Regions from separate parts of the Mus musculus genome. Here all the other regions are linked to region 3. The links are chromatin contacts, called in public promoter capture Hi-C maps. All regions are on one chromosome and are shown on one strand. The core of a region is the stretch at or near the end of the contact, and the rest is flanking DNA. Distances in the headings are between cores, read along the strand shown.

Evidence for each region. Promoter capture Hi-C pulls out the DNA fragments that hold promoters and counts their contacts.
Region 1: a contact with region 3 is called in a promoter capture Hi-C map of embryonic stem cells, with 2.1 times the contacts expected there. The contact joins the enhancer-like site here to the promoter of Psen1 in region 3. A contact is called at or near these places in 6 of 39 promoter capture datasets (3T3-L1-derived adipocytes, embryonic stem cells, liver and 1 more), 6 of 484 Hi-C or Micro-C datasets (embryonic stem cells, epidermal suprabasal cells, nephron progenitors and 2 more), 3 of 115 datasets of contacts at active chromatin or transcription factors (differentiating embryonic stem cells, embryonic stem cells and extraembryonic endoderm stem cells) and 4 of 9 other capture datasets (adipose tissue, embryonic stem cells, liver and 1 more).
Region 2: a contact with region 3 is called in a promoter capture Hi-C map of liver, with 4 times the contacts expected there. The contact joins the enhancer-like site here to the promoter of Psen1 in region 3. A contact is called at or near these places in 25 of 39 promoter capture datasets (the 3T3-L1 cell line, 3T3-L1-derived adipocytes, the C10 cell line and 16 more), 1 of 15 datasets of contacts at CTCF or cohesin (pro-B cells), 13 of 484 Hi-C or Micro-C datasets (CD4 T cells, CD8 T cells, the G1E-ER4 cell line and 8 more), 20 of 115 datasets of contacts at active chromatin or transcription factors (the NIH/3T3 cell line, the SCID.adh cell line, acute myeloid leukemia and 13 more) and 4 of 9 other capture datasets (adipose tissue, embryonic stem cells, liver and 1 more).

The regions. Positions count from the first base shown.
Region 1 is chr12:83,547,499-83,551,730 of GRCm38.p6, forward strand. Zfyve1 (zinc finger, FYVE domain containing 1) reads right to left here. Exons shown (of 12, transcript NM_183154.4): 10 at 3,968-4,148; 11 at 3,323-3,436; 12 at 1-617. The coding sequence ends at 385. Among named protein-coding and RNA genes, the nearest start is that of Gm51952, 12 kb to the right of the region's middle. Within about 2 kb of position 1,828, at least 11 of the 459 cell types and tissues checked have an H3K27ac peak or open chromatin away from gene starts, as enhancers often do. A contact at or near this core is called in embryonic stem cells and trophoblast stem cells, where this site is marked.
Region 2 is chr12:83,923,280-83,927,821 of GRCm38.p6, forward strand. All of the region lies in intron 1 of Gm31386 (a long non-coding RNA gene), which reads left to right. Among named protein-coding and RNA genes, the nearest start is that of Gm31386, 3.7 kb to the left of the region's middle. Within about 2 kb of position 2,047, at least 16 of the 459 cell types and tissues checked have an H3K27ac peak or open chromatin away from gene starts, as enhancers often do. A contact at or near this core is called in intestinal villus epithelium and liver, where this site is marked.
Region 3 is chr12:83,685,223-83,689,754 of GRCm38.p6, forward strand. Psen1 (presenilin 1) reads left to right here and starts at 2,930. Exons shown (of 12, transcript NM_001362271.1): 1 at 2,930-3,071.

The DNA.
Region 1 (4,232 bases), core at 578-3,077, 140 kb before region 3:
CTGACTCCCAGTGCCACCTTATCCCTGTGCTGGGGACACACCAGGGTAAGTCTTCAAAGCAGAAGCAGTCTTGATCACTCCAAATCCCCTCTAGATGGATAAATGGAGATATATATATATAGAGAGATTTATTATTTTTAACTGAAATAAATGCAATGGACTCTGGTCCATTCTGCTTTACTGAGAGCTGCTCCATGCCCTGCCCTGACGTGGTTCATGCCTTCGGATCTACCGCCAGGCTCACCTCCACTGAGGGACGTGAGAGGGGGTACACACACCACACACCACACCAGGTGACCAGGAGGAGGGCCTACCTCAGTGAGACTTCTGTTTCTAACCCTGAGAACCTAAGGAATTGTGAAGCAGTCGGAGAGGGAACTGGGGTTAAAGGTCACCGGGCTTTTTATTGCAGTTGAAGCAGACTCGGACTGGATGGTCCCAGCCACGAGAGGGGACAGCCCTGCAGTCATGGGAGCACTCATCGCAGAAGCCCTGTCCGCAAGCTCGGCAGTGGTGTTTGGAGAGCTTGACGCTGAACTCCTTGCGGCAGTTGTGGCAGTGCAGGATCTCATGGTCAGGCACCCAGTAGGCCGGCCTGGCGGCATCTTTTACCAGGCCTACATCAGGGAAGGAACAACAGTCAGGACACCAGAACCTTGCCCCACGTCCCTCTGACACTTTCTGGCTTATGCCATCCCAACCGCACACAGAACCATTACTGTGCTGTGTTCTTCTGTTTATCTTTATTTATGTATTTTATGAGACATATAGCCCAGGGTAGCCTCAGCCTCATGGCTGCTGAGGATAGCCCTGTTCTTCTGATCCTCTTGCCTTCACTTCCCCAGTCCTGGGTTAGAAGTGTACGCTACTGCATCCAGTTTATGCAGTGATTAGACCCAGGGCTCAGGAACGCTACCCAAACACTCTACCAAACGAGCCACACAGCACCCCTGCTATAGTGTGCCAGTGGAAGTCAGAGGTAACTCTGTCGAGTCTCCTCTATTACATGAGTTCCAGGGACAGAACTCAGGGTGCCAGGCTTGCCCAGCAGGTGTCTGTAACTGCTTGGCAATTTTACCACCAAGCCTGAGTTCATTCTACAGGACATGGTGGCAGGAGGAAGCCAACTCCGACAAGTTGTCCTCTGACTTTCATGTGTGTTCCATGGCACATGCATGCAAGTGAGTGCCCCTCACACACAAACACAATAGATAAATTACTAAAAAGACAAAAAAGGTGCCAGGCTTCTTCTATCCTGACCACAGGACCTGTGGCTGAGGTACTGATGTTCCTCTATCCACCACACTGAGTGACAGACACTACAGTGACTGTACTCACTGCAGTCGAAGGAGCCACAAACAAGTCTAGACTCCACAGCCAGACGCTCAGTCGGATCCCAGCACCACTGAGCATGGTGACTGTGGGACTGAGCAAGCTTAACCTCTCTCAGGCCGATTCATCATTAACAACCCCTTCGAAAGCTGCCAGCAACAACGAGAAATAATATGCCCGGGACATAGAGTTGGCTCAGTGGTTAAGAACACTTGCAGTAAGCTGGGCAGTGGTGGAGCATGCCTTCAATCTCAGCACTCGGGAAGCAAAGGCTGAGGCAGGCCTGAGTTCAAGGCCAGTCTACAGAATGAGTTTCAGGATAGACAGAGCTACAGAGAAACCAGGTTGGGTTTTTTTGTTTGTTTGTTTTTGTTTTTAAAAAAAAAAAGGAGGAGGAGGAGGAGGAAAGACCAGGCCAAATCCAACCTGATGGAGGCTCAGCAAAGGAACACTCCATGAACAAACCGCTCCCAGCAGGGGCAGCCCCGGCCCCTCCCAGGTAGCTCAGGGTGGATGTAATCTGAGCTTGAAACCAGGCAAATCCACCTATTCTAACACCAATGAGTCAGAACCTCACAATTTGTTTTGTAGCCTACCCATTTTTCTCTCTAGCCACTCTGATCTCTCCCTTACCCTATACCCAAGTACATCCCAGGTCCGCCTGTCTGTCCTGCCAAGTCCTCCAGCCACTACTTGCTTCCCCTCTCTTTCTTCCTACTCTGGCTGTAAGCACCCCTCATAACTGATGCAGAGAAGGATCATAAACGCTGAATTAGCAATGGCCTGGCCAATGAGAGGCGTCAGCAGGTACAGATAGAGACACCTGCCCCTCCAAGCCTAATGACCTAAAAGGGGATAACTGACCCTAGAAGTTGCCTTTTGGCCTTCACAAGCAGGCCATGACACAAGCACTCAAACAAAATTCATGACTAAACTAATGTAACAAGTTCTCTGGCACACTCTCCTCTGAGACTCCAGCTCCCCTTCCTTGAACCTAAGCAGGCTCTGTAACAGCAACAAACTACAGAAGCATACAGCACACTTCCTCTCTCCAAACACTAAAGCAGTAGCTGCCACCACCACCCCTCCCCGCCTCCCCCTTCCCCTCTCCTCCCCCCCCTTCTCTCTGCAACAGGGTCCCAGGGTCTGTCTGTCCCTCTGAGACATGTGTCCCTAGCTGGCCTAAAACTTACTATGTAGACCAGACTGGCCTCAAAGTCAGAGACCAACCTGCTGGAATTAAAAGCATATGCCACCTGGTTCCATAAATTAGCTTTTTTTAAATTAAGATTTATTTATGTATTTGTGAGTGTGTGCACACTCAGTGTGCACGCATACATGCATCTACACATGTACACACGCATGTGGAAGCCCCAAGAGAGTAGAAGATCCCCTGGAGTTGGAGTTATGGGTGGTTGTGAGCTACCCAACATGAATGCTTGGACGCGAACTTAATGTCCTCTGTGAGAGAGAGCAGGACGTGCTCTTAACCACTAGGCCATTGTCTAGCCACAAAGTATCAGCTCTTGAAACCCTCAACTACCCTTGTGGTTCATCTACTACCAGAGACACCAAGTGGAGAGACCCAGAGAGGCAGAGGGATGCTCCACTGAGCATAGCTTTAACCGTCCTCCGAAGGGACCTTCCAAATCTGTTCAAATGCTACCCTGCAATACTCAAGACAGGAACTGCAGGCAATGACAACAGGGGAATAAGCAGACTTTCTGATCGCTACACGCACACTGTTTTAGACAAAATAGCATGCTCCCGCCTTATGTACAGCAACAAATGGTGAGGAGGCTGGCCTCCAGAAATGAAACTGATACTACTACAGGATTCCACACACAAAAGGAAGTATATAACGCTTCCCTTCATTCCTTGCTGCCAAACTCAATCAAGTCAGCAAGCAAATCAAAATGACCATCCAGGGGACCCTGAAACCCCTCATGCTACATGCATTATCCCCAATATAGGCACTGCCCAAGCCCACCTAGTGGTATGTCAATAGCTGTCACCACGGCTCCCAAGGTGTTCTGCACGGCCTCGCCCACCTTCCGGGCAATCAGCGTTCCACCTTCATCATCTGCCTGCGCCTCAGTCACATCTGTGGGTAATACAAGAGATAGCCGTTGCCTCTCAGCAGTCATCTCTCATGCAGGCGCTCAGGAGCCACACTGGAACACTTCCCGATTCCCACAGTAACTAACAGTGACTTGTGGGGCCAATCAGATGGAACCCTGAAAGTGGCCTGGGCACCTCTCTAGAACTGATTTATAACTTATTTTTAAAGTCAACCAGATTGGTTCTGGGAGCAAGACCTAAACTTTCTACAGAGAGAGGACTCAACCTAAGCTTGTCTGGCTTCCCAGAACTCATCAGCTATATGCAGGTGTGTTCTCTCAGAAGCACCACTGAGCTCAGAGCTCAGGCCAGGCCACGTTTAATCAATCAATCCTGTCTTCCGAACCTCCACCTCAAGGCTCAGCTGCACAGGCCTATCTGGCTAGGAGCTCAGCGGGTGAGTAGCCCTGGCCAGGAGCAACTGCTCTCAGAAGTGACGGTCAGAGCAGTGAGCATCCAGGGCCCGGTATTCAGTGGGTGCACTCTCGCTCGCCCCTCCTGAGCCCCACATTACCTAACTGGACATTCCTGGCATCGTAGCAGCTGTCACACACGCGGACAGGCGCAGGTCCCCAGCCCCGCTCAGGCACCGGCCGGGTCTTGGATGAACAGCTGTCACAGAAGCCCTCCCCACAGGCCCGGCAGTGATGCTTCGTGTCGTTGTCCTTGAAGGATGTCGCACACTGGTTGCAGCTCTGTTCCAAGTCCAAAACAAAACAGAGAGGCAGAGGTCCTACATGCCTGCTGAGCTGGGGACTGGACATGACCCAGGGGGCAAC
Region 2 (4,542 bases), core at 797-3,296, 240 kb after region 3:
GGTCTTGGAATAAAGGCCTTCCGGTGGATCCCGGAGTGGACTTTGGAAATTTTGTACTTTGCCTTTTTGCTGTAACTCCTGCCATATCTCTTCTGTTTATTAACCTTCTGCCCTTTACAGAGCAAGCTCCAGAATCTAAAACTATGTAGCTTATTATTATGAGGTAGGGGTTGTGGGGAGGGAGAGCTGTCTATATTTTTAGTTGAGCTGAAATAAACTGCATATTTCTATCATCAAACTAAGTGGAAATTATTCCTCCAGTAACTATACATAACAATGAAGTGGGGTGGTTTTTTTCCCCCTAGTTATCTTCTGGAACCTTCTTCCCTTTTCTCTCATCCTCACCTTCCAATTTAGAAATACCCTCCCATTCAATTCAGTGACTCACAGAAAATCCATAAAAGGAAAGTGTGAAAGCCAAAATAACTCCAGAGATGGCTGAATCATTTCACTGAAGGAAAAGATCACGCACTGACCAAGATAAGATGGAAGTCAGGACAGAAGACCTGAGCTAGCATCTTATAACATGGGAAGTAAATAAGCAAATAGGAAGGGGCCTGGAGAGGCTGCAACATCCCAGCATCCTTTTACACAGCCTTTCAATGCCTCGCCAGCAGCCTCCTTCCCTAGCCTTGATGCTGTGCTGTAGTACCAATTTTAGAGCAAGTCAGAAGGCAATTAATGTCCTAGCAGATCGGAAACAATAGCGTCATAGGAGGGCATGGCCATTATTATGGTGCTCTGGATAATAATGGCCCTTGCACAGCCACAGTGATGAGGTGCCATACAGAACATAGAATTAGGGCAGTCTCGAGAAGGGGACTCGACCACTAAGTTTAGGAACTCAGACTGCTATCACAAAAGTTGGTGAATAATTGCCACAAAGGTCAGCCACTCATTATCTCAACCACTAAAAACAAGCTTTTGTCCTGGGTCGCTCCTACCCATCTACTTCCCAAGGTTCCCCTTTGTAAAATAAGAGGAAAATTAAAATAAATGTGTACAACCAGCAGGAAGAAGAAAAGTTGAAAGAAGGAAGGCTTTAAGATGCACACTTAGAACTAACCAAGGGTGTTGGGTTAACAAAACTGCTCGAAGTCTTTGGTTTTATCCACATGGGGTTAGCCTGCTACCATTGCCCCTTGCTTCGCCTCCCTGCTCTGTGTACTTCTCCAGCACTCCCAGCCCCCCACAGGGCCTCTTAGAAATCAAGAGCCCTGGAGCCTGCTTGTCTGCAGCTCTGTGTTTGGTATGGCTGCCTGTGGAGGTTGCTGTAGATGCTATCTGTTCAGAACCTCTTGATTCAGACCATGATGGCAGGTATGCTAGCGGCAAATGTGACTCTAATGTGACTCAAATGTGACTCTACCAACTGAGTGCAAAATGGGGGACTCACTGTGGTACCCTGATATCTGAGGGGTACAGTAGAAGCCCAGGCCTTCATGGGCTCTAAGGCATTTCCTCTCTACCTTCTTCTTACAGAGCAACATTCAACACTCAAGTCTCCGTTCATTTCTTTTTCTTTTTCTTTTGTTTAGTTTTGGGTTTTGTTTTGTTGTTGTTGTTTTTGATTGTTTGTTTGGTTGGGTTTTTTTTTTGTTGTTGTTTTGGGCATTTTTTTTTTTTTTTTTTTGCTTTTGGTTTTTATTTTATTTATTTGCTTGTTTGTTTGCTTGCTTTTTGGTCTAAAGAGCCAAATCCCACCTTCGATAAGCTCTATGTCTTGCCTGTGGAAGTCTTCAATCCTCCGATCCCCCTTTTCTAGACACAATTCCAGTTCCAGATGGGCTAGAGAAGTAAGTTGCGGTGGGAGCAGACCAGGGCCAGAGTTACCTGCCGCCCCGCCAGCCACTGGAGGCAAGATTACTGATAAGAAGTAGTTAACAAGGTGGAAAGAGTTAGGAAGAAAAGAGGGGCTTGGGGAGGAGAAAGACCTGAGGAAAGAAGAAGAGAAAGCAAGAGAGAAGCCGCCATGAGAGACAGAAAACTGGTCTGGGAGCCCAGGAGAGCGCTGAGCCAGCCCTCCCCTCCGGAGGCTGCCCCCTCCCAGTGCTGCCTGTGGACTTTACACTGGCTTGCTTAAGTGCACTGATAGGTAAAGTGCAGTGTCTGCCACTCACTCGTTAAAGGAAAAAAGTGCCTGGGATGCATTCTATAAGGCTCTTGTTCCGTATCTTCTTGGGAAGCCTCCCCAAGTTCAAAGACTGCTGCTCTGGCAGCTGGTCAGAGCTGACAAAGGAAGGACAGATTTATGTAGCCAAGCCAAGGACATGTCTTCATAAAGGTGACCTCTGGCTGAACACAAGGCAAAAGATGATTTTACCATCCCAAGCAGAAGAACTTCTAATAGATGGAAGTGCCAAGCCGTTTTTCCCGTGCTGGAACTGAGCACTGTGGCTTCAAAGTTCAAGACTGGTTTGTGGATGAGAAGGCAAAGTGGGGGAGAGTGTGGAAGGGGCCGTTCTCATGGGCAGAGCTGTTTGCTTTTCTGTTCCAGATGCCTGGGATTTTTTTTTAAAGATGTATTTATTTTATGTATATGAGTACACTGTCACTCTCTTCAGACACACACCAGAAGAGGGCATCCGATCCCATTACAGATGGTTGTGAGCCACCATGAGGTTGCTGGGAATTGAACTCAGGACCTCTGGGAGAGCAGTCAGTGCTCTTAACCACTGAGCCATCTCTCCAGCCCCTGTGATTTTTTTTTTAATGCCATACCATGCCTTACTAGTAAATACTCATTTTCATCCTCAAGAAAAATGATGTGCTTATAGTGTGCTTATTTATAAAATGGGTAAGGTGTCAGCTCATAATGCTGCCATTGTGCTATTGAAAGGGGGCCCTAGTTACTATCACCAAATCTCTGGGCGGACCAGCTATTCTTCTACAGCAGGGAGTGGGCCAAGCAAAGTACTTAGCACCATTTAAAGGTTTGTCCATCCCTGTTTTACATGCGTGCAGAGAGTTTCCTGGAAACATGGCTATTTTCCAAAGATTGCTCAAGCAGAATGCCTTTGAGAACTCTCAAACCCCAGCCACATGGAGCCTTACAAGAGAGTAAATTTAAACTTGGACCCTTCTTGCTTTGTTTTGAGACCTGTTCTCACTATGTAGGCCAGACTGTCATAGTTTAATGGCAGTTTAATGACACTTCTCCCTTAGCTGCTTAAGTATTGGGACTGCAAGGTATGTACCACTTGAACTTATGCCCTCTTGAGCCTAACACTCACCCACACCATAGTCATTAATAATTTTGGTTCTGCCATTTACAAACTAACTGTACCTGTAGGAAAGTTCCAGTTGATTAATTAGGAAAGTTGCTAAATCTCCCTAAGCTTCAGTTTCTTGTTTACAAAATGAAATGTGTGTCTGGTATCTTTAGCTGTCTAACAAATCACCCTACAACTTACTAGCTTAAAACATTTATTACGTTTATTATTTTATAGTATCTCTGAGTTTGAAATCCTGGTGCAGCTTTGCTGTGTCCTCTGGCTCTGGCTCTGGGTCTCTCCTAAAGTGTAGTCATCTACCTCGTGGCTCTCTTATGTGGTCTTTGGCAGGATTAAGTTTCTTACAGAATTTACCTTAAAGCCTTAGTTCTTAAGGAGCAGCAGACAGCAGGCCTTCATCAGTGCCTGGCCTTGGAGACATAACAGGGCAGCTTACTTCATCAGAGATAGCAAGAAGCAAAGAGAGAAGGCCAGACAAAGAATGCCAGCCCTTTGTACTCTGATCAAAGAAGTGATGTCACATCACCTCTGCCACATTCCTTTAGTTAGCAATATGCTATTAGGCTCTGCCTACATTTCAGGAGAGAAGCTTACACGGTATATAAACACTAACAGGAGGCTCATTATCAGTAAACATTTTAGAACTATCCTACCTATAGGGCTCATTTAAAAATGAAACAAAATCAGAGAACGTATGCAATTTAGGGCCAGCATATATAATGTAATGTATAATATAACAAATATATAACTATTATTACTATTAATCTTATTACTGAGTGTATATAATGATTGGTTTTCTCTCCTGGCTACTAGAAGGAAACCTTTTATGAGAATAAATAAGATATATCATCTAATCTTGACACATCTTAACTACTTAATAGCCATTAGTTATTATTAACATTATTAATGTGTGATACCTAGTTGTCTCTTCAATCTGTTGGAAGGGAATACTGTCAAGTGGTGACTTCTACAAGATGATCCAACTTCCATATGTTGTGTTCCCTTTTTCAGTGAGTGGCCTACACTTGCCAGAGCGAAATGCTAGGTTTAGGCGTCATAAAATATGTCCAACAAAAGTATAGCCTAGTCTAATTTCCTATATTCCTTCTATTGAGGAGAGTATGATCAAAACCTGCAAGACAGGCTAATCATGAGAGCTCCTTTAATTCAAAGAAACATGTGCGTCTGGCTCCATCCAGGTTCTGTTGAAGGAGGAGTGTGACCGGAAGAATACGCAATGTCTTAGAGGTGTGATCTTTGCCCTCCCAAAAGAAGCTGGTCATTGTGTATTATGTAGAGTCAGTCATCA
Region 3 (4,532 bases), core at 1,680-4,179:
TGTAAGGGGATGTTTTGCTCTGGCAGTCTTGGAACATCTTGCTATAGCAGTGTGACCTTGAACTCATAGAGATCCTCCTGTCTCTGCCATTGTGGGTGCTGGGACTAGAGGCATGCACCACCACTGCTAGAACCTTACCATTTTAAGTCTACTTCTCCCAGAGATTCATTCCATTGAAGTCCTTTCCTGTCCTTTTTTCCTCCCTGCTTCCTTCTGTCTCTCCTTGGCTTTATTTAGGCACCTGTCTGCCCTTGGAGCTCAGTTGTAGAACTCAGTATTTTGCCTCCACTTCCAAAATACTAAGAAACAAGTCAGACAATACTCAGATTCCCTTTTTTATTATTATTATGTATATGAATACACACCAGACTAGGGCATCAGACCCCATTACAGATGGTTTTGAGCCACCATGTGCTTGCTGGGGATTAAACTCATGACCTCTGAAAGAGCAGTCAGACCTCTAAACTGCTAGGCAATCTCTCTAGCCCACTCAGTTCCTTTTTGATAACAAAAGGAAAAATGAATAGTTCAACAGTTTTTTATTTTTTCCTGGCAGCTTTACATTGTTGGTAGTTGTACCCAATTATAGAAACTGAGGAAACATATTTTGATTTCTAGGCGATATTCTAAATAAAGGCAAATTTTTCATTGAAAGATATTTCTGTAGGAAATCATTAAGTTTCTGTGAGCAAAAGTGAATTCTGGTCATATGCAAATATTACTTACCTTGGAGTCATTGTTAGGAAAACCTGGCCTGATTGACTAGGTCCTGGCTTCTAGTGACTGCATTCCTAGTCTTGCCTTGCAGGCTCCTCTCCTAAGTGACCTAGTCAATCAGGCCAAGTCATTTCCTGCTTCACTCATTAGTTGCTACTGGGTTTTCTCATCTTCCTATTGCCAGGTTTTGAATAATGGGGAAAATAAATGCTACACTGCAGAAATTCTCACTATTCTTTGGCACTGTTTGGTCATTCTTAGGTTTTAGTGTTTCTAGACCCTCAATGCTATATTACATTGAAAAAATAGAAAATTATTTAGTATGTGCCTTTCAAATGTCTCAGATCTTATTCACATAGTTAGAAGTGTTGTGTGCCTTGATATTTCCGTGGGTGCCCGAGTGGGATACATTAGCTTCTCTTGGCACTCTATAAACATTGTCTGTCTATTTGATATTCATTGGTGGTTAATGTTTAATCACCTTTGCCCTTCCCTGGTGTCAGTCTTCCCATGTCATTTATGTAATATTTGTGTTTATATCCCTAAAAAGGAATATAGAAAACAGAAGTATCTGTAGTCTACTCAGTTCCTGTCCCCCCTCCCCTTTGAGGGTTTACTTTTACAAGAATCTATTGGAACACTGAGTGTAAATACAACTGCCATTTTTGTCCATTAGACAGTTCTCTTGCTCATAGCTTTCATTCATGAGTATTTTTTTTAAGATTTATTTATTTATTATATGTAAGTACACTGTAGTTGTCTTCAGACGCACCAGAAGAGGGCGTCAGATCTCATGGTTGTGAGCCGTCATGTGGTTGCTGGGATTTGAACTCAGGACTTTTGGAAGAGTAGTCAGTGGTCTTAACCACTGAGCCATCTCACCAGCCCCATTCATGAGTTTTATAACCTAGGTGAACTAAGATTTGTTGTAGGACAGTGAGATTTTTTTATATATATACCAGTACTCCACGAACATCTTTGCACAAAAATGTTTGTCGAAATTGCTTCTCTGTATAGTTTACAGCATTTGCCATTCTACCAAAAGATCGCAATTAATGTAGTTTGCAAATGGCTTTTAGTCTATGCTTGTTTAGCAAGTGTATTGAGCTTGTTCTGTACTGTCTACAATTTTCTGCCTTCTTCCCATATAAGTAAATGATTGAGGGTATAAGTAAATGATTGAGGGAAAACTACCCAAGGTTATGCTATGTCTCCTCCCAGTTGCCATTCCGCTGGCGGAAAAGACTAAAGTATCAAGATCTTAAGCATGAAAATAGTGAAGTCTGAGTTTATTGAAGCAGGGTTGAGAATGTTGGGAGAAAATGGAGATGGATGCTCTACTATTTAGAACGAGGCCTTCTGGGAAGTAGAAAAAAGGAAGTTTGACCCAGTGTATCTTAGTTTGACCTGTAATTTGCTAGGAATCCCAGTCCGATTTCAACTCACTGTCCTGCCCCATCTCCTCCTGAGTGTTATGATTTCAGATACAACACCATCCCGATGTATTTGTCTCTGTTGGGAGTAGAATCTAGTTCCTCGTGTGTGCTCCTTAAGCACATTAGCCGTTTTCTGGTTATTTGGGATTATGAATAATTTCTCTGTTGTTTTTTGCCCAAGTGAAATGTGTGGTGTGCTGTTGATAATTGTCTCTCCGATTAAGGAAAATCTGAGGGATGTAAAAATCAAGATAGGAAACATTCTTTGCTTTCTAGAAGCTTGCCATCTGGGAAGACTTTCAGACTCGGAACCTAGACTAATAGGATATTTCTCAGGTTCTGTTTACCCACCAATCGCTTTGGTTTATTGAGAGTACAAACAGTAAATTTTATCCGTTTTGAGGAACTGTTCAAATAAATACTGTGGAGAAATGGGAAGTGTTGGATTTAAAATGTCACTACAAAACAAGGCACGGTGTCCCCACACATGGAAACCAAATAAATAGGTTCAAGCCCATCCTTTCCTACAAGGTATGTTTGATACCGGCAGGGAACGCTCGAATCGCAGTCTCAACCAAAAACAAGGGAAAATGTCACTTGTAGACTGGAAGAACGCTAGACGCGCCTCAAACCCTAGAGAGGCCTCAGGTCGCGCACATCCTTACATCTATGCGAGTGGATTAGGCCAGCTCCAGCCCCCAGCCCTCGTGGCCTGCGCGCGCCACCGGAAGCTCCGTCCCCTCCCGGGTCTAGGGGCCAACGTCGCCGAGGCCGGAAGTTGCGACACCGGTGAGACCTCTAGGGCGGGGCCTAGGACGACCTGCTCCGTGGGCCGCGAGTATTCGTCGGAAACAAAACAGCGGCAGCTGAGGCGGAAACCTAGGCTGCGAGCCGGCCGCCCGGGCGCGGAGAGAGAAGGTGCGTGCCCAGGGTGTGCGGGGCGGAGGGTGTCTCTGCCGGTCGTGTTCACCGTCGCCTGCCTGCCGGGGGTCCGGGCGGGCCTGTGTCTCCGAGGGCCGCGCTGCGGGCGTCTCTAGGGATGAGGGGCGGGGTCCAGGCGGGCGGAGATCGAGGAACCCCGCGTGGGAAACGGGGTGAAGCCGGTTTCTCGGAACCCAGCCGGGGCCAGACTGAGAGCAGCCTTCTCCGAGCTTTGGTACCCCGGAAGTGCTGGCTTCCCCGGGCGGCCGGGAGCAGATGGCTGGCATCAGGGGTGGCCTCTCGATCAGAGTGGAGCTAGAGATAGAGGAAGCGCCCTAGGCTGGGTCGCCTTGAGCAACTGGTGAAACTCTGCGTCTGGTGCCCCGAGTGTGTCATAGTCCAGAAGTGAGTGAGTGGCACTCGGGGCTAACTTCTCAGTGTGTCTGTTGGCAGGCGAAGAGTCGTATGGCGCTTGTTCTTTCTTCAGAACTGTCACGATGCATGTGTCTGACGCTTGTAGGCGCCTTTAGTGTTTGCTAGTTCTTCCCTTTCACGTTTTCAAATGTGGCACTGCCGCGAACAGAGGCTCAGGCACATCCGCCTGGTAGTGGAGGACGGAGTGCATGAGACAATTGAGGTAACTTTTTACATAACTAGGAGAAATGAGAGTTCCAGTAACAGAAACGTAGAAGAAACGTGAGCAGGACAGGCGATCTGTTCAACTAACGCATAAGATTGACTGGGTTCAAGTTTGGAGAATGAGAGAGAAATAAGGAAGTTAGGCAGTGGTTTGGAAATAGTACTTTTGAAGTGACAGCGGGTGAAGATGGCCTGAGGTCAGAGCTGTAAACTGTAAACATGGGTCACTTAAGTAGATTTGCTGTTTGATGTTGGAGCAGAGAACTGGGTGGACACTTAGGGAACACAACAAAGAGCCAGGTAGAAGGAGGACAACGAGGCTGCTGAGGAGGACGAATGCAGAAACCACAATAGTGCAGTGTCACAGAAGCTGAGAAACACGGAAGCTTCAGGGAGCATTGTCAGCGATAGGAATGAAAGGCCTGGTGTTGTTTTAGAAGGATCTCTGTACCATTGTACCCTTGAAAGATGAGCGTGAACCACAAATACTAGTTTTAAATGTTCCCACAGACACTTTTTTAAAAAATTTTTTAGAGGTTTATTTATTTATTATATGTGAGTACATTGTAGCTGTCTTCAGACACCCCAGAATAGGGCATCAGATTTCATTACGGATGTTTGTGAGCCACAATGTGGTTGCTGGAATTTGAATTCAGGACCTTCAGAAGAGCAGTCAGTGCTCTTAACAGCTGAGCCATCTCTCCAGCCCCACAGACACATTTTTAAAGGTAACAAGAAGCAGTTGAAATTAGTCTTAATGATTTGTTAATCCAGTGTAGCTAACAGTTTCATTTTTAACAGGAAATCCGTGTCAAATTA